Regions from separate parts of the Mus musculus genome. Here all the other regions are linked to region 7. The links are chromatin contacts, called in public HiChIP or PLAC-seq and promoter capture Hi-C maps. All regions are on one chromosome and are shown on one strand. Each heading gives the region's core, a stretch centred on a gene start, on an enhancer-like site or on the middle of the called end of the contact. The rest is flanking DNA. Distances are from core to core; before and after follow the strand shown. Region 1 holds the start of Foxo3 (forkhead box O3). Region 2 holds the start of Zbtb24 (zinc finger and BTB domain containing 24). Region 3 holds the start of Cep57l1 (centrosomal protein 57-like 1). Region 4 holds the start of Cd164 (CD164 antigen). Region 5 holds the start of Ccdc162 (coiled-coil domain containing 162). Region 6 holds the start of Mical1 (microtubule associated monooxygenase, calponin and LIM domain containing 1). Region 7 holds the start of Amd1 (S-adenosylmethionine decarboxylase 1).

Region 1 (3,337 bases), core at 657-3,156, 2.0 Mb after region 7:
GACCACCAGCCCCTGATAGGCACGCACCTTCCAGCCCGCAGAGCTGTTGCTGTCGCCCTTATCCTTGAAGTAGGGCACACAGCGCACCATCCACTCGTAGATCTGGGACAAAGTGAGCCGTTTGTCCGGGGAGCTCTCGATGGCGCGGGTGATCAGGTCGGCATAGGACAGGTTCCCCCAGGCATTCCGCCGCGAGGAGCATTTCCTTGGTTGCCCAGAGCCCCCAGCCGCCCCCGGCTGCGGCTGTGGCAGTGGCTGCTGAGGCTGCAGCTGCGTCGGCGTGCCCCCACTCAGAGCGCCTGCGGCGGACGCTGGCCCCGACCCGAGGTCCTGCCCTCCTGGAGCCAGCAGCATGGCCGAATCCTCGAGGAGCAGCCCGGAACCCAGCGTGCTGCTCACGCCGCCACCGATCACCATGGCCGAGCTGGCTCGGCCGCCGCCGTCCTCGTCGTCTTCATCGTCGTCCTCCTCGGGGATCATGGAGTCTGCGGCCGTCTCCCCCGAGGGCTTGGCCGGGCTCGCCTGCAGCTCCGGCCTCTGCAGGGGCCACGTACAGGAGCGTGGCCGACTCTGTGGCTCGAACTCTGGGTCCAGCTCCACTTCGAGCGGAGAGAGCGGGACCGGGGAGGCTGGTGCCTCTGCCATCTTCGCCGCCTGCCCGCCGCCCGCGGCTTGGGCTCTTGCTCTCTCCTCTCGAGCCCAGGCTGGGTGCGGCGGGGGAGGAACGGGGCACCGCGAAGGTTCGAGCTCCAGCTACCTAGGGAAGCGCGAAGAGAGAGTTGGTTATCCTGTGTTGGAGCCTAGTCCGCGGAGACTCCTCGCCCGCGGCCGCCACCTAGAACGGATAGACCTGGGGACGTGCGTCCCGCGAACCTGGCGCAGCAGACGCCGCCCCCTGGCCTGGCCGCCCGGGAGACGCGAGCGAATCGACGGCCCCGCGCGGGGCAGCCCCCTCCCCCGCTGCCGTCGCCAGAACCGCAGGTCTCTCCCGGACTAGATGGCGGGGCGGAGGGGGGAGGGGCGTCCCGGGGGAGGGGTGGCCGCGCCATTAAGTGTGGGCGGCCTCCGGACCCCAACAGCTCCGCAGTGGTCGGAGGGCGAGCGTGCGTGCGTGCGTTTGTTTATGTTTGGCTCTGGCTCGCTCAAGTGCCTCCCGCGGAGGCGCAGGGCAAGTCAGCAGAGTCCTGGGCTCTTCTCCCGCTCCCCAGCCCTGCGATCCCCCCCACCCCTCCCAGGCGAGAGGCCCCCTAGGGCTGGCGCGGGCAACTCCCGTCTTTTCCTCTCCGCCCGCGGACCAGCAGGGAGAGCGTGGGGGTCTGGGTGCAGACCTGCCAAGATCACTTCCAACAAGAGAGAGAGAGAGAGAGGGCCGACCCCGCAGGACTAAGAAGATCTGAGATGTATTTTCTTGGGGACGTGGGGCCCTCCGCCCCCTTCCAGGTCAGAAACGGGAAGGAGGAAGCAAGTGGGAACATAAATCTTCCAACAGGTCGGGAAGCGCCAAATCTCTCGGACTGCATGAAAACCCGGACCAGCACCGTTCATCACCTCCTTGCTCCCGCTGCTGCCATCTTGACAGTTCCCCCTTCCCTCAAGTCCTTTAAAGACACTAGCGGGAGAGAAGGGGGGGAGCACACCGAGTCACGGGGAGGGAAAGGGAAGCGCCTGGCCCAGCTCGGAAACAGATCCGGAGTCACTGGAAAGGCGGCCGCCCCGTTGCAAAGCTCCGGCGCCTACCTCGGCTCCTTCCCTTCAGGAACGAGGCGGGAGGGCGTACGATTCCGCGCGAGCCCAGGGCACCGCGACGAGGGGACTCTCGGGCCGCCGCCGCAGCCCGCCGGAGGAACCGCCTGTCAGCCTGTGCTGCGCCGCCGCCTTCCACATTCCTCCTCCTCCCTTCCACGAGCAGGGCGGCCGCGGCAGCAGCACAAAGTTATAGCCACTCACAGGGAGCCTCAACCTAGGATGACGGCGGGGCGGGTCCCCGCCCAGGGGGAGGGCTGGGGCGGGGGCCGGGAGGGCTGCTGTGCGTGCGTGTGGGAGTGCGCGTGTGTGCGCCCTCGCGCCTGCGCGGGGCTGCGGGAATGGGGGCGGGCGCGCGCGGGTCGGGACTCGGCCGGCTCCGCAGCCCTCCCGGTTGGGGTCCCGCGCTCTCCTGGGGACCTCAGCGGCCACGCTGGCCCGGGACGGGAGGCCAGGTCAGACAACACACCACTGCGCGCCGCCCCGCGCTCTCAGCCTTGGGCCCTGCGTTTGGCTCGTGGGCCCGTGGCCTGCCCGTGGGTGCGTGGGGTCGGAGCCCGCCCCAGTATCGGGTTCCTTATTAGAACCTGACACCAGGGAACACCCGGGTTAAGCCGGCAGCCGCAGGTGACAAGGGTTACCTGGGCGTGGAAACACTGGCCGGCGAAGATCGCGCCGAAAGGTGTGTCACTGGACCCTCACCTGGGACACCCGGCGACAGTCGTGCTTCGCTTTTCACGGATTTTAAGGCTAAGTGGGAAAAGTGCAACTCAGGAAGAAAAGTGCAGTGCGCCCCAGTCCTGAACGCAGGAGCAGAAGATAGCTAACTGGAAGCGGGCAACAGTTTTCTTATGCTAAAGCAGCTGATTACGTGCTTGACTTTTCTAAGTCTATAGACTTCAGATCGCACCTTCACAATCCCTTATCCCACGATCCGTGCCTCCCGGCCGTACTGTGTGCTTTTCTGCGCCACACGCGACATGCATACCAAAAGTCTACCATGCATTCTGGTTCATACGTATCTTTCCAAACAAAACCCTCTCGGTCTCTGCAGCTAAAGTCTGGGCTCCGCAACAACCCAATACCCCAAAAGAGCCAGCCTAAAAGAGCCTGCAGAGGCCGCCCACCCCGGAACTCCGGCCTCCAGGCTTTACGCGTGATCCGTCACTCAAGTGACGTGAGGCCCCCGCCCCTGCACCAAGCTAGTTCGACGCGTACAAACAGATGATGTCATTGTCTCTACACGCGCGTGACCCCGGAGCCCTGCGCCGCATCGCCATTCGCTGCGCGGCTTCCTCGTCAAGCCACGCCGAGCGCTGACTGGCCGCCGCCGCCAGTCTCTGGGCTCCAGACGCCTCTCGCTCCTCTTCGCCCCCGCCCCCAGCAAATAATAAACAATCGAGTAAAATTGCAAGGACAGAGGGGAGGGAGAGCGAAGGCGCGCTGAGTGGCAGCCTTCGCCGCGCAGACAGCGGGAGGACTAGAGGAGGACTGTGCAGGGAGGAGGGAAAGGAGGTAGGGAGCGGATCTGAGCCGCACGCTCTATCAGGGCGAGAAACTTTGAGAACCTCGGCGAGGCCAGCTTGCTAGCACG
Region 2 (3,038 bases), core at 260-2,759, 1.1 Mb after region 7:
AACCTACATCTAGCTGTGAGCATCTCACATTTGGTTTGGCCACCTCAGCCTTGTCCAACCAGCCTTTTCTGACAGTCTTCCTCAGAGTGGTTCCTGGTGACCAGCTCCGAGTGACACTCTTACCGATAACCAGTTTCTCCTTTAAATAGCAGCTTATTCGATAAATTTGATCTAGTTTTGGCTCTGTGGAGTTTTTATTGCATTGTTTTTACTGCAATTCTTTCAGCAGAAAACCAAACAAAAACCTATGTGAAAGCAAAGTTGAAAGACTGACCCTTGTTCTTTCTGTCTTTTTATCATTATTATCATTATCATTATTATTATTATTTTCCTCTCGGTGCTGAGGGCAGAATCCAGAACCCAGTGCTCTATCACTGAACAAAATCCCCAATCCCACAACCACCCTTGTTCCTTCTGGAGTGCAGAAGTCAAGCAAAGCTCTCCTGGCATCCCACTCGGACGCCCACATATCTGACCGATTTCGAGGGAGCTCTGGATAGAGTGCACTAGATAACTCTGTAAAGATAAGGGGGAAACCACAGAGCTCATACCTGTGTGGTATGAGCTGCTTTTGTGAGACCCCAACTTAGAGCGTTTCTCCCTGGAAGGTAAAGCCCCTAGACGTTCCCCAAGCTTGTTTTCCCTGATCTCTAATGCGGAGACACTTAGGGAGACACTTCGTCCTCAGCTAGCTGATAATAAAACCTCTTGCAGTTTGCATCAGGTGTGGTTTTCTCTCGGGACACTGGGGTGCTGGCCAGCTCATCCCGGGACTTGAGCGGAGGCCCAGCTTTGGGGGTCTTACACTTTTAATAAAAACTAGTAAGAAAGAAAGAGTCCGGCTGGTAATTCCATCTTTAGTTTCCAAATTGTGGGCAATATAGATGGCAAATTTATAATCTGGAAGTGGACAAAGTAGAGATAATTAGGTACACGCGATGCATAAACGCTGAGCGGAAGCTGCTGGCACAGTTGGAGTAGGTCCGGAACGAATCTGAGCGGGACTTAGGAGCATTGGTCCGGAACACAGAGCCACAGCAGATCCTACCCAGGTTTTTATTTAGAGAACTCTCCCATACCCATAGGTCTCAGAGGGAGCGACACTGTCCTGAGACAACTGAAACCCTCAATAGTCTCTCAGAAGTGCCATAAATCTAAATAAAAACAGCGGTCGTTTCGGTCTTTTTAGCCAAGCCAAGCACTTACTAAGCTCATTCTAACCGTACCAGGTAGGTTAACACCTCCATTTTATGGATAAACACAGAGCTGAGGATGAGTAACTTGGGAAGGAAAGCGAGGAAGAGGATTCATTCAGGAGGTAAATATCTGCTGATTGAAGCCACCGCCGTCTTTATGCTCAGCATCTAATCAGCGGATGTGGTGTCTACTGAGGTCTAAAGGAAACTCAGCGGGGTAACTGGAGGTAAATTTCCGCAGATTGGCAGGTTTCCGCACCAGACCCTCCCTTTCCGGATTCCACAGCAAAGCCCGCCCTCGGGGCGGGGCTCCGGGGTCACGTGATGCTACGGCCCTTGTGCGCGCTTCCGGGTTGACAGACGCCGGGAGTCCGGAGCTACAGCGTAGTGGTGGCGGGGGCGGGGACCGGCGACAGGCCCGGTTAGTGCCCTCTGGGCAGCCGGGTGGGCTGACCGTAGCAAGTCCCTGCGGGGCGGCCCTGACAGGTAGGTCCGCGGCCGGTTGGTTCGGCCCGGGGCCTTGGGCCGCGGAACGTCCGCGGGACTCAGGCCCCAGGCCTGGGACGGAGCTCCGGGCGCCGCTGCTCAGAGCGGGGCCTCTGAATCCGCGCGTTATTTCACCGTAGATCTCCCTTGCGTGGGTTCGTTCCCATATTTCTCATATATGTTCCTATAGTCGAAACAGCTATTCCGTGTGTAGCATCGAGGCAGCACACCCCCAACTCCAACTTTGTGCCGCCACACTTTGAAAGTTTAATTACAAAGTTAACGGACCGGAGGGCCGTACAGACTTTTGAACCCGTTCTCTAATTTCCAGAGGAAATTCCCCACCGTAAGAGGTTATGTGGGTACTGGAGAGGCATCCAGCAGGGTAGCCGCAACAAGGGGAGGAACCCAAGGCTTGGCTTTCCAAGTAGAGTGTAGAAGGTGATAATGTAAAAAAAAAAAAAAAAAAAAAAAAAAAACTGGGTTGTGACAGCTGGAACACGAACAGTCTAGTTAGGCAATACTTCTTCCTAAATAAACATTGATTTTTTATTTCAGATTTAAGCCTCTTCAGAGTCTTCTGGAGAAAATGGCAGACACAACCCCGGAGCCTTGTGGGCAGCTTATGGTACACTCAGACACTCACAGTGACACTGTGCTGGCCAGTCTGGAGGATCAAAGGAAGAAGGGCTTTCTTTGTGATATTACTTTAATCGTGGAGAATGTGCATTTCCGAGCCCATAAAGCCTTGCTGGCCGCCAGTAGCGAGTATTTCTCAATGATGTTTGCGGAAGAGGGCGAGATTGGCCAGTCTATCTACATGCTGGAAGGCATGGTTGCAGACACCTTTGGCATCCTGCTGGAATTTATCTATACAGGTTATCTACATGCCAGTGAGAAAACGACAGAGCAGATCCTGGCTACTGCTCAGTTCTTAAAAGTCTATGACCTGGTAAAGGCATACGCAGACTTCCAGGATAACCATAGCGCCCCAAAGCCACCAGCTTTGAACTGCACTGGGACGCCAGTGGTGGTTATTTCCAATAAGAAGAACGATCCTCTGAAACGGAAACGGGGAAGACCAAGAAAAGCCAATGGTTTGCAGGAAGGGAGATCAGAACTGGCTGCAGAGGGAGAGCTGCAGCTGAGAGTGAACAATTCAGTTCAGAATAGACAAAACTTTGTGTTTAAAGAAGAAGACAGTGTCAAGCTGAGTGAGCAGACTCCAGAAGACAAGGAATCAGAGCCTGCTGGTGAGCCAGGAAGCGTGGAGGAGGTGCCTGCTGAAAAGGACGAGAACTTTGACCCCAAGGCTGGGGATGGACAGGAGAGCCAGAGTAGGTGCAGCAGGCGGAG
Region 3 (3,321 bases), core at 427-2,926, 1.5 Mb after region 7:
ACAAAGTGATGAATCAGAAAAAGATTCAGTAGACTAGGATCTACCCAACTCTCATGAGAGAGGAGAGAGAGGCAACATAGGAGGGAGCAGACAGAGGGAGAGAGGAAAAGAGACAGTGTTACCGGGAGAGTTTTACAGAGACAGGGTGAAGAGAGAACAAGCTAGACATGACAGGCTGAGCCAGAGAATAAGGAGGAGCCAGAAGAGTAGAACACATTGCTAAAGTTAGTTTGAAGCCAAGCAGAGCAATTCAGTCAGAAGCAAGAGACGCCAGTTTGAATCAGTCAGAGGAGTTTGGGCCAAAACAGCTGAGTTGAACCAGAGAGCAAGAATTCAGAAAGAGCTAGAAAGAGTGAGCTTATTCAGCAGGAAGTCTCAAAAGCTGGAAACACTATAGGCCTTTACAGAAGCTAGAAGCTTGCAGGATTGGGCCTAGATTAGCTGATGGAGGCAGTAAGCCTCCAGACAGCAATTACAGCAGGAGAATAAAAGTTATTGTTACACTTTTCTCATGTTAAAAGCCTCATTAATTTTTATGGTTTTGGATTTTTCAATGAGTGTATTGTTTGCATGTATGCCTGTGCCCCAGGTTTATGCCTGGTGTCTACTGAGGTTAGAAGTCATCAGATCCTCTGGAACTAAAGTTATGAATGGCTGTGAGCTGCCAAGTTGGGGCTGAGAATCGAACTTAAGTACTGTATAAGAACAATTCTTAACTACTGCACCATCTCTTTAGTTCCAGATTAATATTTTATGACTATGTTTACTTTGTAAAACAAAGGATTAAAATCGAATCCGATTACCAGTCTATTAAAAACCTTCCAAAAACACCTTTAGAGAAATGACCATATCGTTCAAAGATAACACATTTAGGAGGTTTTTATAGGCTTCTTTTCATACAGAACCTTCCAAACCTAAGGACATTTGAAGTTCTTTTCAGTCTCAGACACAAGAGACTTGCTTTCAAAGATCCCCTTCGGATGCTATCTGACTGAGCAAAGACAGCACAAAACAGATCCCTGTAAGGGCAAAGGTGCAATGGCAACGCTTAGGGATTCCTAATCCATTCAGCACGGGCCTATGTGCAAGAGGACAGCAGAAGCAGCGGCGTCGGTTTTTTGTTTTGCTTTTTTGTTTCTTTTCTTTTTTTTTTTTTTCCAGTTTGCCTGTCTTAAGGCTGCTCCTTGGCCTTCCAAACAATGATCCCCAAATCCTTGCCTCAGTCACCCAACCAAAGGTGTTGAGCACCTGCACTATTTCTCTCCCGGCAAGCCACGACGGAAAGGAAGCAATCCCAGATGGCGTCGGCACCAGAGTTTCCGAGGGGAAAAAAAAAATTTTTTTTCACTGAACGGGTCACAACCAAGCCTACCACGCTTACCAGATGGACGCTCCCAGTTAACCACGGCCTCCAGAACCGTTGGTTCGCGGGCAAAGACAAGTGTCGCGGTGGCATCTGGGAATTGTAGTTTCTGTCGCAAACAGAGCGCGTAGTTAGCATTACAACTACATTTCCCAAAAGCCAACGCAAAGCCCTGCCTGCTTGGCTGTCACTCATAATTCTATCCCATTTCTACTTGGAATACTATAGAGCACCTTTATTTGTTCGGCTTTTCTTGTTCGATAAACATCTCCGGGCATCTGTACTCCTTACTTTTCTTTCCCCTTCTTCAAACCAGCGCCTCCAAACGTCGAGAAAGGACAACACCGCGGAAAGCGCATGCGCCCTGGCCGGCGTCGCGCATGCGCAGCAGCCGGTCTTAGTCAGTGGCGCGCTGGACTCGGGGTCCGGAGGTACTCTGCCCGAGGGCGGGGCTGCTTCCAATGGCTGTCTTTGCGGGTCGCGTGTGCCTGGGCGGAGAGGCAGGCATGGGGCAGGGGCGGCTCCCGGCGGTCCCGGGCGGGGACAGGGGAGGGGCTGGGGGTGAGGACCCCGTCTCCCCTCCCTGCTCCCGCCCTCTGGGCCGATCCCCACCGACGGGGCTGGGCGAAGGGGCGGGCTCTGTGCCTGGGGCCCTTTGCTTCAGCCGTGCAGCCCTGGGCTCGATGACTGCTGGATTGCGGGGTGCCCTCTGGCTTGGCGGAGGTGGGCGAGGACAGAGGAGTAAGAGGAGCATCGGCGTACCCCGGGGGACAAGAACCGGCAGGGTTGGGGACGCCGCCCTTAGTCGCCGCTGACACTGTGATTGGCGGACACTGCTCCCCCGGAGCACCGGAGCCTCGGGCCCCAGCAGCTAAGGGCCAGGGTCTACCGCCTACCCCGCCAGCACCCGCCCGCTGCCCTGCCGCGGCGCTAGGAGGAGCCGAGGGGGGCGGAGACTGGTGTCGGAGGAGGGCGGGGTGGGAACGGTCGAGAACCAGCCGCTGCACAGACAAAAAATCGAATGGCTGGAGAACCTTCTACTGTTTACCAGCCTTTTGGGACCAAGCACGGATTTGACAGCTCCACAACGTGAGGATATCCGCTGACCCTGCGACACAGAGAACACTTCCCCGGGACTCTGTGTCCAGCTAACCAGCTCTGTGAGATTGCAACTTTCCAAGTTTGTTCTTTTCAATCTCTGTCAGAAGACTGCCCTCGTGTAGGAGAGGGTGCCTGGGTGATCCGCCTTGTGGATCGATTTGAAAGCATCAACTTTAAAAAGCACGTGTGATTCCCAGTGCCATCCAGACGCCTGCTTTCACGACGGCTGGATTTCTCTGACTTTATTCTTAGCGTTTCTCGTTGTTTTTGTTTTTTGTTTAAAAAACAAACAAACGACGGGCTGCTTTGGGGGAATGCTGAAAGGTAACTGACTAAACGCTGAAAAAGAAAAAGCTCTTGATTGTCATGGCTGAAGGAGAGAATGAAGCGAGATGGGAGGGACTGTGCAGCAGAGACACGACTACTAGAGAGACAGCACTGGAAAACATTAGGCAGATCGTTTTGAGAAAAACCGAATACCTTCGTTCAGCGAAAGAGACACTTTCCCGACCTTCAGACGGACTTTCAAACGCGGTTTCTTTGGATGGGATGAATAAACTTCTTGCTCATCTGCTTATGCTCTCTAAGAGATGTCCCTTTAAAGATGTGCGAGAGAGAAGCGGGCTCATTCTGAAGAGCGTCGAGGTAAGAGCAGTTTTAGAGTGACTTAACTAGCCGATGTGATTTGACTTAGTTATTCCCGTCGCTTTTGCTTCCATGGGGGTAGTCTAACTGGTTAGCTGTTAATAATGACATCACTAGGCATTAGAGGGTTCTGTAAAACGTTCAATGTTGGGCCCAAATGGAACAGGCTAAACTAAAAACGGTTTTCAAAAATAGATGAACAGGAATTGTTT
Region 4 (3,422 bases), core at 55-2,554, 1.2 Mb after region 7:
CCCACAAAGGAACCACATTAAATTCATTACTGGCAGAAATAAGGGCTTTCAATCTTTCGCTAAAGTTGTAAAAATGCTTTTAGAGTCATTTTTTAAAATGCATACTACAGCGAAACAGACACCACCGAAACATCTGATATTCTTGTTATTAGGGTCACATGCATAATTAAAATTATGACATTAAAATTGTAACATAAAATATGGCAAACGCTAAACAATCAAGACAGCATAGTGCAAAACCCAGGGACTCTTGCATGAGGGACAATCGTTCTACCAAATGAACTACATTCCTAGCTCTACCTATCATTTTCAAGTCTCATTTAAAAAAAAAAAAAAAACCAAAACCACCTACTATAAGCATGTCAAGCGTTGATTATTTTGTGAGACCCGGCATCAGATGGCGCTCACGACTAAAGAGAGCCAGAGTCCGCCAACAGGCACTGAAAATGCCTGTTCTGCCACTATGCTATCCTAGTGTCAGGGTCAGGTCACTTTCCCCAAGTCTCATACTTCGTCGCTCGTGATGTGGGGATAGGAAGAGGCACGAAGGCTTTTCATCCCTAGCCGTCTTCCTCTCTGACCACAGTGATTGGGGCTGGGACAGATCGATCCCTACTGCGGATCTCTGAGTGACTCGGAAGAAGCAGGTGAGGCAAGGGCACCGGTGGCGGTTACGACAAGGAAGCGTCCGGGACAGATCACTTTCGGTCCCACCCACAGCTACGGGCACTGAACCAGTGGCCCGGCAAACTCTTGGATCCCGTGGTTCCGTCATTACTGAGTCCCCGAACTCTCAAAAACAAAAATTCACACTTAAAAATAAATCAAGCTTCACGGAAGAAAAGGCGGCTCCTACAGAGCCCTAGGCGAGCGCGGTCAGCAGAACTCAAGCTCAGCGGTCTCAGAGCCTCCGGGCTTCTTACCCGCAGCGCGCTACCGAGGGGTCACGTGACACCTCGCGGCCCGCCTCCCAGGCGGCGCAGGTGGACGCCCCTCGCTACGTCACGTGGGCAGTTCCATCCTTGCCAGGGCGGGGGGAGATCATCCGTGGTGCAGATGTGAGGAAAGCTCCATTGTGCCGCGCGTGATCCTCCCAGGACAAGAAGGACGGCTTGCGACGCACGGACTGCTGCCCTAGAGGTCTCCGCGGCCGCTTCTCTCCCTCCGGCCGGCTTCCTAGTGGTCTCGCCCGTTCCGCCCCGCCCCGCCGGGCTGCTCACGTGACCGGCGCGCGCTCCCGCGGGGCGGGCTTCTCGGGGGGCGGCGCCGCAGGGACGCAGTGCTAGACGGAGCCTGCTTTGCCGCAGCTTTTCTCCCGGACGCCTGGGCTGAAGACACAATGTCGGGCTCCTCCCGCCGACTGCTCTGGGCCGCCACCTGCCTCGCCGTGCTCTGCGTCTCGGCCGCGCAGCCCAACATCACCACCCTGGCTCCCAACGTGACCGAGGTGCCGACCACGACCACCAAAGTGGTCCCGACGACGCAAATGCCCACCGTGCTACCAGGTGGGCGCCCGCCGCACGCGCCGAGCCGGTGGGGACTCGCGCAACATGGCCGCCCGGCCGGAGGACGGCGGCCCGACGGGGTGGGGGGCGAAGGCGACAGGCGAGCTAGGCCGCGAGCGTTGCCCTCAGAGGCGCCATCCCCCCAAGCGCCTGGTAACTCCGCGCCGCAGCTCGGGACGGCGACGTGGCTTGCTTCCGCGGTGGCAGTTAGGAGTAATTGGACGAGGCGACGCGCCCCGCGGTCGGCGGGGTGCGCAAACTTTGGGCTCGTGGGACAGACTCTTGTCCTCCCCTCGAAACTTCTCCGGAAGTTTCTAATGAAGGAGTTCGGGATAGGTGGGGGACATTTAGAGATGAGTTGGGTGTCCCTTTGCCCCCTCCCACCAGCGAGCCTCCTGTAACTTCACGTTGACTTAGCTGAGCGGTGTTGGCTGTATCTGAGATTTGAGTGGTAAGGGAAGAACGAGGCTTGTGGCGGATGATGAGAAGTGAAACCTAGGGACATATAAAGAGCAAGATGTGATCTCCCGGGGGCCTGTGTTTTAAGGCTGTGGAGTTAGGTTGAAATTCAGTCTGTCCGTTTTTCTGAAATCCGATCAAGGAACACGCCTTTTGTTCAACTCTAGGGTTCGTTAAGGCTTGTACAAATTGGCATAGGCCGTGACGACGCAAATGAGACAGAAGGTAAATTTGAAGTAATGAGGTGAAAACACGACGTGCTTTAAGTTGGTTATTGCTCTTAATCTAGTAACTGCGCTTCTCAACCTAAAGATTGACTTGTCCTAGTGCCTTCTCTAGGGTTTTGGTTTTTTTTTTTTTTTTTTTTTTTTAATATGAATAAAACTAAGTAGTTCCCGATTTTTTGTTAGAAGGATGCTAGGGTAACAGATATTTTTAAATGAACAAAGTAAATTACAGAACAGTTCTGGGAATCTCTATCACGGTTAAAGTGATAAAGTAAAATATTGTTTGACTCCTACCTACTTGACAATTTCCTCCCAGACTTGTAATGTGTGGGTTCTTCATATTGTTTTAAGAGAAGCCTGGAAATACAAGTTAATTGCCTTGTATAATTGAAATGCCCACAGAGGAGATAACTTGTGTTTTCTGGCAATTACGGGGTTAGCTGCAGCATTCCGAAGGCTGCATCCATTATCAGGCTACACTGTTGTGAACAGCGTGTCTTAAGAACGAGTACTTTATGAATGGTTCTTCGTGTCCTGTTTGCAGTAAATACGTGTTGAGATCCAGGGCTTCAGCAAAGGAGAATGGTGCAGGCGACTAGTTTCTAGAAAAGAAAGGAACTTAGCTCCATTCTGGCCTGCTAAATTCTAATTTCTGGATTGTTTGGTTTAGTGTTCCCGAAGCCCCAACCATACAGTTGTTTTGTTGCCACTTTGTAACTAATTGTGTTGCTTGTTTTGAATCCTAATGTAAATATGATAGGCAGATGGTCTTAGCAGGCCCCTGTGAAAGGGCTGTTCCACTCACCCACACCCCCAGAGGGGTCAGGACCCACAGGTTTGGATTGCTGTCGGGCACATATATGACAGTGGCCCCTTTAGGAGCATTTCCAGGTTGTAGAGAAGACTGTGGAAGTCAAATCACCGATGAAGACAAAATCTATTGAGATTGGCTTGTTTCTGTTCGAGTTGAATTTTTTCAAGCTTACGCGCTTTATTAAAACTTGTTTCTCTGGTGTTTGGAGGCAGTGGCTTCTCTGTGTTGATGTTCTAGTGTTTACTGTTTTATCTTGAGAGTCCATGAATGTATCTTCAGTCTTGTGAAGGATTGGCTGACAGTCACTTCCTAGTACTGTATACTCCCACCAGCTGTGGAACCCACTCTGTCTGGAACTCAGAGATCTTCTGCTTCTCCCTCTGAAGTGCTGGGATTACACTACCCCAGGCTTAAATA
Region 5 (3,524 bases), core at 486-2,985, 1.4 Mb after region 7:
CTTTTGGGTCAAGCACTGTGCCGGATGCCACAGGATGAGCAGAAAGAGAAACTTGCGCTCAGACCTCTCAGCCTATGTGAAGACAAAAATAACCAGTGAACTCAAGGCTAGCTTGTGCTCCAGGAGATGTTTCAACAAAGGAACCCCACACAAAAGTGTGCTGGGTACAGAAAACACCTAGCAGAGACAGCTAGACTAGATCTGGGAGGCAGCAGAGTAAACAGGCCAGAAGACCAAAGAAAAGCTCAACAAGCCAAATCCACAGACGCCTCGGAAGAGAATGGTCAAGATTTGCACCTCAACCCACTGTGGTGGTGCACACCTGCAGTACCAGTACTACAGAAGTGGAGGCAGGAGGACTCCCAGTTTGGGGACAGCCTAGAGAAACAATGTGTGTGTGGCCTAAAGTTTCTTTCCACGGAATTAGATTTCCCTTTCCTTCACAGGCTTATTGGGTGTCGTCTCCTTATTTACACAGACTCACCGAATTCCTGTTTGATACAAGAAACACTAAATGTCACAGGCAATTCGAGTGCTCAGTTTGCACACCCACCCGGTGATGATTACTATCTATGCCGAGAGGTTTGTAAATGCCTACTTAACCACTTTAGCAGAAAGCAGCAGAGAAGAAAGCTGTTCTATTGTTCTTACGCTCTGAGGCAGCTCTGTGACAACGTAGGACCGTCCGTGATCAGGTCAACAGTCTGGGTCGTAAGTTGAAAGGGCACCAGGTTGGGTGTCTGGAGATCAGAGGCTTCGTAACCACTACTCTGAAATGATTCCATCTAATTCTCCTCACTTGATCAAGTATGATAGGACACCGGAAGAGGAATGCTCCCTGGAGACGAGCAGGCAGGATCCAAGCAACCCTCGGGGGCACTGGTCGGGCTAACTGATTTACACGGTAAGTCATTCTCGGGCAAGTGATTGTTTCTTATTCGTCCTCAGCTCATTTTAACAGAAAGATGCAGCGGTGCCCAAGAAGAGCTTTCATCTTGGATGCTCTTTTGGAGAGGACTAGGGTCCAGCTGGCATTAACCCATATGTCACATCTATGAAATGCTCAGTGACTCAGCTTCAGTTAGCGCTCACTAGCGCTTCAGGAAGTCACTAACAGGTGTTCTTCACGGCACATCAATAACTCCAGCCGTGCATCTGCCCGCCCATGCGTCTTTGGTGAGATGGCTCAGTGGGTAAGGAGCTTGGGCAGCTCTCCGGGACACTCCCATGAACTGCCTCAGCTCCAGATCTGATACGCTGACCTCCATGGGCACTCACACACACACACGGCATCCACATCCACATAACCACAAATAATAAATCATTGTGAAAAAAATCAAACTTGTGTTTAATCTTAGTTTGCTATGGCTTAAAAATACTACTTTATCAACTGGCTATGGTGGCACAAACTTGGTGAGGCAGGAGGATCGTGAATTCAAGGCACGCATGAGGCCCGCGGTGTTCCGTCCCTACCCTGGTACCCCACAGGGTTTTTCAAGCCACCATCCTGAATAGTCTACTGTAGCGTGTCTCTCACGTCAACCTTACATCACCCAAAGCTGACTTCCCTCCAGTCCAGCTCTAACAAAGCAGAAATGACCACCCTGCCAGTGACCTGCTCCAGTACAGTTAATTCTAGAGCCCAACTCCCTCCAGTATTAGAAGACTCACAATACCTGCTGCTCCAAACACAGGACTGCTCTGGCTTCACAGTTTCGTGGAAGTTGAGGCTTGCCTTGGCAAGAATGGTCCGATTCCCCTGCCCCCTCCTCTCTCCCTCCCTCTCTCTTTCTAATTTCTAATTAAAGAGAACCCAAACAATTCTTTTTCAGTGAAGTGAAAAGATTAATGAAATCTTCCTGTTCCAGCAAGGAAGTTGCCCAGCAACTCCGAAGCTGCCCAGAGAACGCCCCCCCCCCCCCCCCCAGGACAGACAGCTTTGGCTCCGCCCACCCAGAGTCAGCGGCTTTGGCAAGCAGGTAACTGTGGAGGCAGATTTGTTTGCGTTAGTAACTGTGGAGTGACAAAACCATTCTTCACAGGTTCCTAGTAACTAAATGTCACCCTAACAACCAAAACAGACTCCAGCAGTAACTTGTGTGTGATCATGTTGTTTCTGCACCACAGGGTTCCACCATAGTCTTTCTCCCTTTAGGAACCTAGGATCCGAAACAAGCAAAAGCAATTTCAATTTCCACAAAGAAAGTAAGCAAATTAGAACACTCCAACTCAGTTACCGAGATTTCTACAGTTTTGGCTTTAGCCCATGTGAACTCATCTTTTACTTTTTCCACCCTGCACATAAACAAAAGCATTTTGCAGTAATTCTCAACCCGTGGATCTCGACCCCCTCCTGCGACCCTTCCACGGGGTTTGCATAACAGGTATCCTGCATATCAGAGATATTTATATTATGATTTGTAACAGTAGCAAAATTAGTTATGAGGTAGCAATGAAATCATTTTATGGTTGGGGGCTCCATAACATGAGGAACTTAACTAAGGGGCCACGGCATTAGGAAGGCTGAGAACCCCTGGTTTACAATTTTCCCTAACTGCTGACCCTTGGCTGGGCACTGTACTCCCCCACAGAAACCTAGTGAGGCAGGATTAGTAGAACCCTCATGTTACAGGGAAACCCAAGGCTCTGTGGAATTCTTGGCTTGTGCAGACAAGACTGATTTTGAACCAAGTCTATTCATATTCACTCTGAAATCTTAAGTGGTTTTTTTTTTCAAACTATCTTATACTTTTATGAGACAATTCTCAATTCTTATTTGAAACATTCAAATAGTTATAAGTGGTTACACTTTTTGTATGGTAATTTGTTTTCCCAATATATTTTCCTTGTTTTTATCCTGAGCTGGGAGTCTGGCCCAGGTCAAACCCTTTACCACTGAGTTAAAAGCCAGCCATCTATTTCACACAAAAATGATTTTATTAGTAAGTGAGCAGGTGTAGACCCTTTCCTAAGTGTTCAGGGCTGAGATAAGGCCCTGGTGGGATTTTTCCCTTTCTTTCTAACCTTAATGACAGAGCTCATATTCCTGTGGAGGAAAGTGAAACTGGAGAGATTACAGGATGGAGTTTGGACAGAATTCACTGCAGACATTTCCAAGGCCAGGAGGCTGACACTTACAGTAGATCCACTGCTTAAACCAGAGGGTTGGGGTTTGGGGGCTTGCGCTCTGCTACGAACAGCTCTAAATACAATCCCCTGTAGCAAACCACCCGTGGCTGGGGCTCCTAGCTGGTGCTTCTCACCATGAAGATGAGTCACACTTGTTCCTTTTTCCAGAAGGTCCACACTTGCGCATACCTTTTGTTTATGTTGCACACCTTTTGATACTTCCTAGGGAAATAGATTGTCCTTTAAAATTGCTTTTCCTAGGCAGGGCATGGTGACCCAAACCTAATCCCAGCTCTCCGCAGGTAGATCTCCATGTGGTCCAGGCCAGCCAGGGCTACCTACTGAGACCCTGTCTCAAATGTATATGTAAAAAAAAAAAAAAAAAAAGTCCTTTT
Region 6 (3,554 bases), core at 726-3,225, 1.2 Mb after region 7:
GACACACACACACACACACACACACACACACACACACACACACACACAAAGAGGATCCTGTCCTTAGTGCCTCGAGACTTTAAACTAAGCGGCTGCTAGTGTAATGTTTTCCAAACCCATTAGAATGGGGCTCTTTGAAAATTGAATTTTCATGTGTGGGACATTTATTTTATTTAATCCAACATGAACTATAGTCAGTATGACTAGGCCAACTACTTTTAGCTCACATAAATACACAACTTCGGGTCATAACTCAAGATCCTAATAAGGGAAAAAATGCTTGTTTTACTCTGTACATTTCTGAGAATCGGCAACACGGAATAAAAAGGCCCCAGACCTGAAACTAGCTAAGGAAGTTGGGTCATTCAAAATGCTTCCATTTAGAGACCAGGAGACTGAGGTGTGTGTGCTGGTGGTGACTTTGAGACACAGTAGGCCTGGTACAGAAATCTGACAGAGAGACAGACAGACAGACAGACAGACCTTCTGGAGTCCTGAAGCTCTGTGGCTCTAAGGTGGGTCTTTAACTAGCAGCAAGGAAAGCTGGAAATCAGCAGGTTTTTAAGAGCTGAGGAACTCGTTCTGTGATCCTTTTAAAAGGCAGCCTTCACAGCCTTTAAATTTGTTGCTCATAGAGCCACACAACCCTGTTTGGCTACAACTGAAAGTCTCTGGGGGAACCTGGGTCTTTGTAAACAAGACACAGTAAGTTGCTGTAGTCCATCTGCTAATAAAAGGGAGAGGCATGATCCTGAAAGCCGGAAGCCCATCTCTACTGGGCTTTTTAGAACATTTTTTACACTGTGTGTTTAAGTATGGGTGTGTATGACATTCTGCAAATTTGTTCCAAGCAAAATGATGTCACTCTCAGGAACACAAGTGGGCCCAGCTCAAAGGCTTCCTGGCTTCCAAAGTGTGTGGCCTGGCTGGATTGTTGGCCTCTCCTGGCAGAGGGCTGGCATTTCCTCTTGCTTCTCTCTCTGCCTTCTTATCAGCTGCAGCTGTGTGTGTTTAGAGCTCAGGACTTACTGGGTACCCCAGTATATCTGGACAAAATGCAAAATGATTTATTCAAACACAAACCCAAAAAGATAGCCACTGGACCTTGGCTTTTGTTGGTCCCTGGACCTCAAGAAGAGAGATGTAGCCATTTTTTCCTAGGTTAAGCACTTCTGGGGTAGCGATTTTACTTCCTCATGATGTCAAACCTTATTTCAGTCCCGTGGTTTAACAGTGGTAGGTTGGGATCCAGAAAGGCCTGGGGCTGATAGCATCCATGCCACTGGCTGGTGAACATGTGCAGTCATGAAGCCTCATTGACATTTCAGTAAAATAGGTTTTGTTAATGCTCATGCAATAAATGAGAACTGCTGTTTTATTAACTTTAAAGCTGCTTGATTTTGAACAATTCCTTTCATGCTACAATTTCTTAACAGGAAATACTAAGAATTTGATTCCAAAGTTCCCTAGCATTGTCTGAGTCTTGACTTTAGTTCTGCACATTGAAGTTTTATCCTCTCCCACATACCCTTACCATCCTGTTTTTCTTAGTTGAAAACACACACACACACACACACCTGGTTGTGTGTGTACCTGGTTGAAAGATGTGGACCAGGACTTTAAGCTTTGTCTTTAGCCTGAGCCTGGGAGCCAGCCGACCTGTCCCAGGAGAGATGGACCCCCGCAACTGGATCGCCTGTGGCGCCAGGGGTGTGAATTTATCGGTGGGAGAGGTGAAGAGAGCTCAGACATCTGGCGCCACTCTCGGTTCTTGCAGCTTCAATAAACTTCTTGCCGGAGGCCTGCGCCCGCTCGGCCAGCTCTTGGAAGTGGCCTACAGCGTGGGTACCACCGGGGCGGACTCAGGCACGGTCACTCAAGTCTCTGCTCTCCCTGTCCCTGCCTGGCCAGACCGTTTGGAGGCCCCCAGCAGCCCCTGGTGTAGGCAGAACCACGCCCTACAGCACCACCCGGCAGGCGTGGGCGGGACCCAGGCTGTCCCCAGAGGAGGACTGCGGAGTACGGAGGTTCGGAGTAAGTCTTCCTCTGTGCTCTGCGCTGGCGCTGCGGTCCAAACTCTTTGGAACTCCCCGGTTTCTGCCACCAGGCATCTCTTGCTTTCCCTGCGCCACCCCTTCCTCTGCCCCTAGGCCTGGGACACCCTTCCGACAGGAAGCGGCTCTTCCAGCCCCAGAAACGCTGGTAAGTAATCCAGCGATGCCTGCTGTGCGTCCTCCTGCTCGCTGGGCTGGGGGTGAGGATAAGGAAGGGGGTGGGGAGCGCTTCCGGGGAAATGGGGTAGGGAGCCACGCCTGGCTGGTTTGGCGGGTCCTCTTGCCGGCCCTACCCAGATGAGCGCCTTTGTGCAGATTTTGCTGTCTAGAGTATTGGGAGCTCTCACCCCCGCTGCTCAAGGTCCAGCTCTCCATCCCTTTAGACGCTCCACCAATGGCACATCCTTTGTGCTTGTTTCCAGTCTGGGTACCTCTTTTATTTCCTTTAGCAGAGGTCGCTCCAACCCCCAGTCTCCCACTTCCAAGAGGGACTCCTGTCCTTTCTGAAGATCTATCCACTCTTGTCCTAGTGACCCCCTAGGGCAACCTTTGCCTCCTCCTACTACGCGGGCAATGAAGGGGCTGCTGGGGGATGATAGATCGGCCCACAACCCCCCCACCCCACCACCTAGTTGCCTCTCCCACCGAGAGCAACCCATCCCCCCATACTCTTCATCTCTTCCGGTGGCAGCGTGAGAAAGCCCTCCAAGAGCCCTTAAGCTGCGTGTGGGCTGGAGGGAAGGAAAGGGGTACAAAGAGAGGCCTTGTCTCCAGAGATTCCTGGGAGAGCACAGAGGAACGCCGTGGGAGTGAGGCTAGGGGTCGATTAGATGTGAGGGTCTGCGGAAGGGGTTGCTAACCCCACTCCTTCCCACAGCCCGTTGGAGCAGCGACGCAATCTCTTCTCAGGGGAAGTGTTTTGACCACAGTGAGTCAGAAGGTCTGTCATGCAGACAACAGTCACAACATTCTCAGGCTATTTGTGAGGGTAGTTTGGGTGGCTGAGAAGTGGAATCTACACAGGCAGTGTTGCCCCTTGTCAGGAGGCAAGCACGTGGAAAAGAACTTTGCCTTTGGGGAGAGGCACATCCTACAACCAGCGTGGCACTAAGTTCGCCAAAGGGCGCTGGCGAACAGAGACTTAGGAAGAAATGGGTGTGTGTCTGTGAGGCAGCCGCAGTTGAACTGGGGTGTTAGTTCCTGCTGTCTACAAGAAGGGAAACCTCCGCCCCCACCCCACCCCTGGCAGCCCGCTGAGAAACTCCCCCGTGTCCTACTTACAGGTCCTAGGGAACGCCCACTACAATTTCTTGTCCCCTGGGCCTCGGAGATCGCATATGAAAGCTGCCATGACACTGGTCGACAGGAGGCTCCCTTAGCATCCTTGTGCCCAGGACTACTGTGTTTTCATTTCTAAATTTGGCGAATTTCACTTTATAAGAGATAGCTGCTGTCTCAGAAGGGGTCGGGGGTGTGGATCATGGCCTGGGAGTGGACTGG
Region 7 (3,056 bases), core at 125-2,624:
GAGGACGGTTGCACCGCGCAGCCAACATTCCTAAAACGCCCATTGGTCCACACCCTGGGGCCAGGCTCCGGAGGGGCCCAGGAGCTCATTGGTCCGCCTCTCAATGAACCGGACCACGCCGGTTCCTCCGCCACTCTAGTCCCATTAGTGCGCTTCGGAGCACGGCGGAGCCCGGGTACCGGCCACCAAAGCGGGAGGCTGGTGTCACCGCCGCCGGGTCCATGCATCCTCAGTGTCATCCGCGCTTCAATGCTCGACTCTCCCAGCGAGGTCACTAGCAACTCTCCGCACCACCTCCCGTGTCGGGTGTGAGCAGGGGGCCCGCAGGTCTCCTTTGCTCCAGCTTAAGGCATTAAGTAAAATAGATCTTCGGGCTGACAGGCTTGTACCCCGGGAAGCAGGCAAACCCTCCAGCACCCCGCTGCGCTCTCCCGGACTTCGCCTCCGTAACAGGTTACACAGCCCAAGGTCAGGAGCCTCCCGGGCAAAGCCCGCGGAGGGTCCCGAGGCGCCCCGCTCTGCTGCAGGGCACGTCCGGGCGTCGGCGGGGCCCGGCACTGCGACACGGCCGCTCCCGCCCAATCCCGCCGCCCGAGCGAGCGCCACGCGCGGCCGCCTACCCCGCGGCGGGAGGCCTGCTGGTCGCCCCGCGGCCCAGGCCCACCCAGCTCGTGCTCCGCCCGCCCCTCACCCAGCCACACCTGCCGGAGGGCCGCGTGCCCCCCGCCGGAGCCCGTCAGCCCAGCCCCGCCGTCCGCCGGGGACGTTACCTGAGCACGCGGCCGCGCCGGCCTCCTCCCCTCCCCCAGGCGGCGCAGGCGGCCCCGCAACGGCGGCGGGAGAAGCCAGTTCCCGCCCGCCGACCTGGCCCCACCTGAGGCCGCGACTCGTGCCTCGCAGTCGGCGGCGAGCCGCCCTCAGGCCCAGGCACCCACCTTGGGATGGTACGAAGATCCCCAGATCCCTGGCTTGCGTCGGACTGCTGTCTGGAAAACCAGACCTCCAGCAGTTTCTCCGTCCCTTCGAAAAAATGTGCAGCTTCCATCACCGTGAGACTAGCGAACAACCAACAACCACAGAAAATCAACTAAATTAAATCTCTTCTCCCGCCGCTCCTGCCGCCGCTGCGGATTGTTCCAGCTGTGTTACTAAAGTTCAGGTTCCTTTTTTTTTTTTTTTTGCTATAATTTTATATTAACTTTTTTTTAAAAAAAGGACTAATAAAATTTTCCCGGCTATTTTCGTGAGCGAAAGTTGAACGTGAGTCTGTTGGAAATAGAGGCAGATACAGTTCAGTCTCTTGTAGTCCGCTGCTTTCCCGTTAGGAGAGTTGAGCGAGCGCTAGCTAATGTCGCCGGCCATACTGTGTAAGCGAGGGTTCTGCGTGAGCGCAGACCTTATATAAGCATCCTCCCCGACAGGCCAGGAAGTGACGCCATCGCCCCGCCCTCAGGGCCTCATAGGGACCGCTTCGTGTCAGTCAAACGTCGCCGAACGCCGGCTGGCTGGCGGTGGGCCCACGGGGAGTGCAGGGGACTACCAGCTTGGTTGCAGATGGAGCTGCCGCTGTCCCTTGAGCGGGAGACCGCTCTGTTGTCCGGCTGGGGACTTGGGAATCTGGGATTACTTGTGGAGCTGGTGGGGAGAGCGGGAGACAGGCGAGGCTGTCCCACGCTGCACACAGCTGGTTAGCAGAAAACAGGAGGGAGTCTGGAGGGGTGTCGCGGGGCTCGGCGGGGGCGGTGGCCACTGCTGGGTTGGCGTAGTGCTTTGATCCTGTGCGGTTTCTCGTTTCAAGCCGAGGTGGTTTTTGGCTTTTTAAAAAAAATTTTTTTAAACCATTTTTTCACGTGTTTCCACGAGACGAACGCAGCCTAGGCAATAAAATTGTCAGTGACGTACGTGTGGCCCGGGGTCGGATTGGAATGCGCTTTAATTCTGCTTGTGCTTTATCTGATGTGGGAATGAAGGCAGTTCTCCACGGGTTTACACAATAGCCAGAAGCGTCGTCTTCCTATTTCAAAAGAGAAAAGAGAAAAGCAACGTGGCGCCCAGCCTTGGAGGGCTCCGGCGCTATCTACCCCCCACCGTGTGCCTAGCCTAGCTTAGGAGTTGGCCGCCTTCCAGCAGACACCTATCAACCCGTACTCCATTAGGTCAACTGGTGGATATTTAGTTTGCAAAACTTCCTAGGAACTAGCTTTATTAAGTATAATACGAGGTTATTTGATATTTTTCTTAGGCTATTCTTAAAGGGGTGAACTAATTGAAAGTATTCCTCACAACCACCAGTACCACGCAAATTTACAAATTTGCCTAAAATTGCCTAAATGCCTAAAAAGGATCTTCGCGAGTATATAATAATAATGTAAATGGGTAGCAAAGAGTTTTCACTAATGATAATCTAAAGTATAAATTAGGGGTCAAATCCAAGTAGGATTTTGTTTTGTTTTTTTTTTCTTCTGCTATCTTCCTTTATTTATATTTGCAGTATGAAACACAAGCTCTGCACACATACTTGCACACTCACACCAGCCTGGGGGAGGGAGCTGGGACAAGGCCACTTTCTTTCTTTCTTTTTTTTTTTTTAATCTTAAGAAGCAAAAGATGTTAACAAAGTTATTAGTTACTTGGAAACACTGGGGGAAAGTCACCAAGCTCATAAAATTAAAAATGATTATAGTCACAAGACAAAGGGACCGTCTCCTATTATCCCTAGAGAAATCCACTGCAACTGTTGAAATTTGATTCATACATACCCTGAAGACGAGCTCTTGTCTTACAAGAGCATGGATTCACATGTCTCTATGAAATTTGTTGAGAAAGAACCCGTGTGATGAGGTAGATACGTATATTGCTTTTGCCATGTTTTTAAAAGCATCCAACTCAAACTAGGGATAAGGACAAAATTTAATAAATGCTACTTAGTCTATTATAATAGTAATTCAAGGAGGATGCGGTTATACTTGGAATAAAGATTAAAGGAATATTTCCGTGTTTTACAAGCTATTCAATTATTTGATGGTTGCTTATTGAAAAGAAGACTGCCTGCAAAC

Evidence for each region. Promoter capture Hi-C pulls out the DNA fragments that hold promoters and counts their contacts. HiChIP or PLAC-seq counts read pairs in DNA pulled down with a chosen protein or histone mark. Capture Hi-C pulls out chosen DNA fragments and counts their contacts.
Region 1: a contact with region 7 is called in a promoter capture Hi-C map of adipose tissue, with 5 times the contacts expected there. The contact joins the promoter of Foxo3 here to the promoter of Amd1 in region 7. A contact is called at or near these places in 1 of 39 promoter capture datasets (liver), 1 of 484 Hi-C or Micro-C datasets (myocytes), 1 of 115 datasets of contacts at active chromatin or transcription factors (thymic regulatory T cells) and 1 of 9 other capture datasets (adipose tissue).
Region 2: a contact with region 7 is called in a promoter capture Hi-C map of liver, with 4 times the contacts expected there. The contact joins the promoter of Zbtb24 here to the promoter of Amd1 in region 7. A contact is called at or near these places in 7 of 39 promoter capture datasets (the C10 cell line, cranial neural crest, hippocampal neurons and 3 more), 1 of 484 Hi-C or Micro-C datasets (B cells), 3 of 115 datasets of contacts at active chromatin or transcription factors (astrocytes and embryonic stem cells) and 1 of 9 other capture datasets (adipose tissue).
Region 3: a promoter capture Hi-C map of liver shows a contact between it and region 7, with 4 times the contacts expected there. The contact joins the promoter of Cep57l1 here to the promoter of Amd1 in region 7. A contact is called at or near these places in 4 of 39 promoter capture datasets (hippocampal neurons, liver and pre-B cells) and 1 of 9 other capture datasets (liver).
Region 4: a contact with region 7 is called in a promoter capture Hi-C map of liver, with 3 times the contacts expected there. The contact joins the promoter of Cd164 here to the promoter of Amd1 in region 7. A contact is called at or near these places in 4 of 39 promoter capture datasets (the C10 cell line, hippocampal neurons, liver and 1 more) and 1 of 115 datasets of contacts at active chromatin or transcription factors (the NIH/3T3 cell line).
Region 5: an H3K27ac HiChIP or PLAC-seq map of embryonic stem cells shows a contact between it and region 7, with 10 times the contacts expected there. The contact joins the promoter of Ccdc162 here to the promoter of Amd1 in region 7. A contact is called at or near these places in 1 of 39 promoter capture datasets (hippocampal neurons) and 1 of 115 datasets of contacts at active chromatin or transcription factors (embryonic stem cells).
Region 6: a contact with region 7 is called in a promoter capture Hi-C map of embryonic stem cells, with 2.3 times the contacts expected there. The contact joins the promoter of Mical1 here to the promoter of Amd1 in region 7. A contact is called at or near these places in 3 of 39 promoter capture datasets (cranial neural crest, embryonic stem cells and hippocampal neurons) and 2 of 115 datasets of contacts at active chromatin or transcription factors (both in embryonic stem cells).

Annotation. Positions count from the first base shown.
Region 1 is chr10:42,274,789-42,278,125 of GRCm38.p6, forward strand. It overlaps Foxo3 (forkhead box O3), which reads right to left and starts at 1,907. Exons shown (of 4, transcript NM_001376967.1): 1 at 1,738-1,907; 2 at 28-757. The coding sequence starts at 645. Gm38485 (a long non-coding RNA gene) reads right to left here and starts at 21. Exons shown (of 2, transcript XR_380269.1): 1 at 1-21.
Region 2 is chr10:41,448,849-41,451,886 of GRCm38.p6, forward strand. It overlaps Zbtb24 (zinc finger and BTB domain containing 24), which reads left to right and starts at 1,510. Exons shown (of 7, transcript NM_153398.3): 1 at 1,510-1,682; 2 at 2,241-3,038. The coding sequence starts at 2,272.
Region 3 is chr10:41,808,192-41,811,512 of GRCm38.p6, forward strand. It overlaps Cep57l1 (centrosomal protein 57-like 1), which reads right to left and starts at 1,677. Exons shown (of 11, transcript NM_001243074.1): 1 at 1,597-1,677; 2 at 1,382-1,472. The coding sequence starts at 1,456. It overlaps Sesn1 (sestrin 1), which reads left to right and starts at 2,383. Exons shown (of 10, transcript NM_001162908.1): 1 at 2,383-3,109. The coding sequence starts at 2,831.
Region 4 is chr10:41,518,196-41,521,617 of GRCm38.p6, forward strand. It overlaps Cd164 (CD164 antigen), which reads left to right and starts at 1,305. Exons shown (of 6, transcript NM_016898.2): 1 at 1,305-1,505. The coding sequence starts at 1,340.
Region 5 is chr10:41,714,728-41,718,251 of GRCm38.p6, forward strand. Ccdc162 (coiled-coil domain containing 162) reads right to left here and starts at 1,736. Exons shown (of 48, transcript NM_001358562.1): 1 at 1,677-1,736.
Region 6 is chr10:41,474,339-41,477,892 of GRCm38.p6, forward strand. It overlaps Mical1 (microtubule associated monooxygenase, calponin and LIM domain containing 1), which reads left to right and starts at 1,976. Exons shown (of 24, transcript NM_138315.2): 1 at 1,976-2,202. It overlaps Gm51797 (a long non-coding RNA gene), which reads right to left. Exons shown (of 2, transcript XR_003948996.1): 1 at 3,336-3,554.
Region 7 is chr10:40,300,814-40,303,869 of GRCm38.p6, forward strand. Amd1 (S-adenosylmethionine decarboxylase 1) reads right to left here and starts at 1,375. Exons shown (of 8, transcript NM_009665.5): 1 at 936-1,375. The coding sequence starts at 1,045.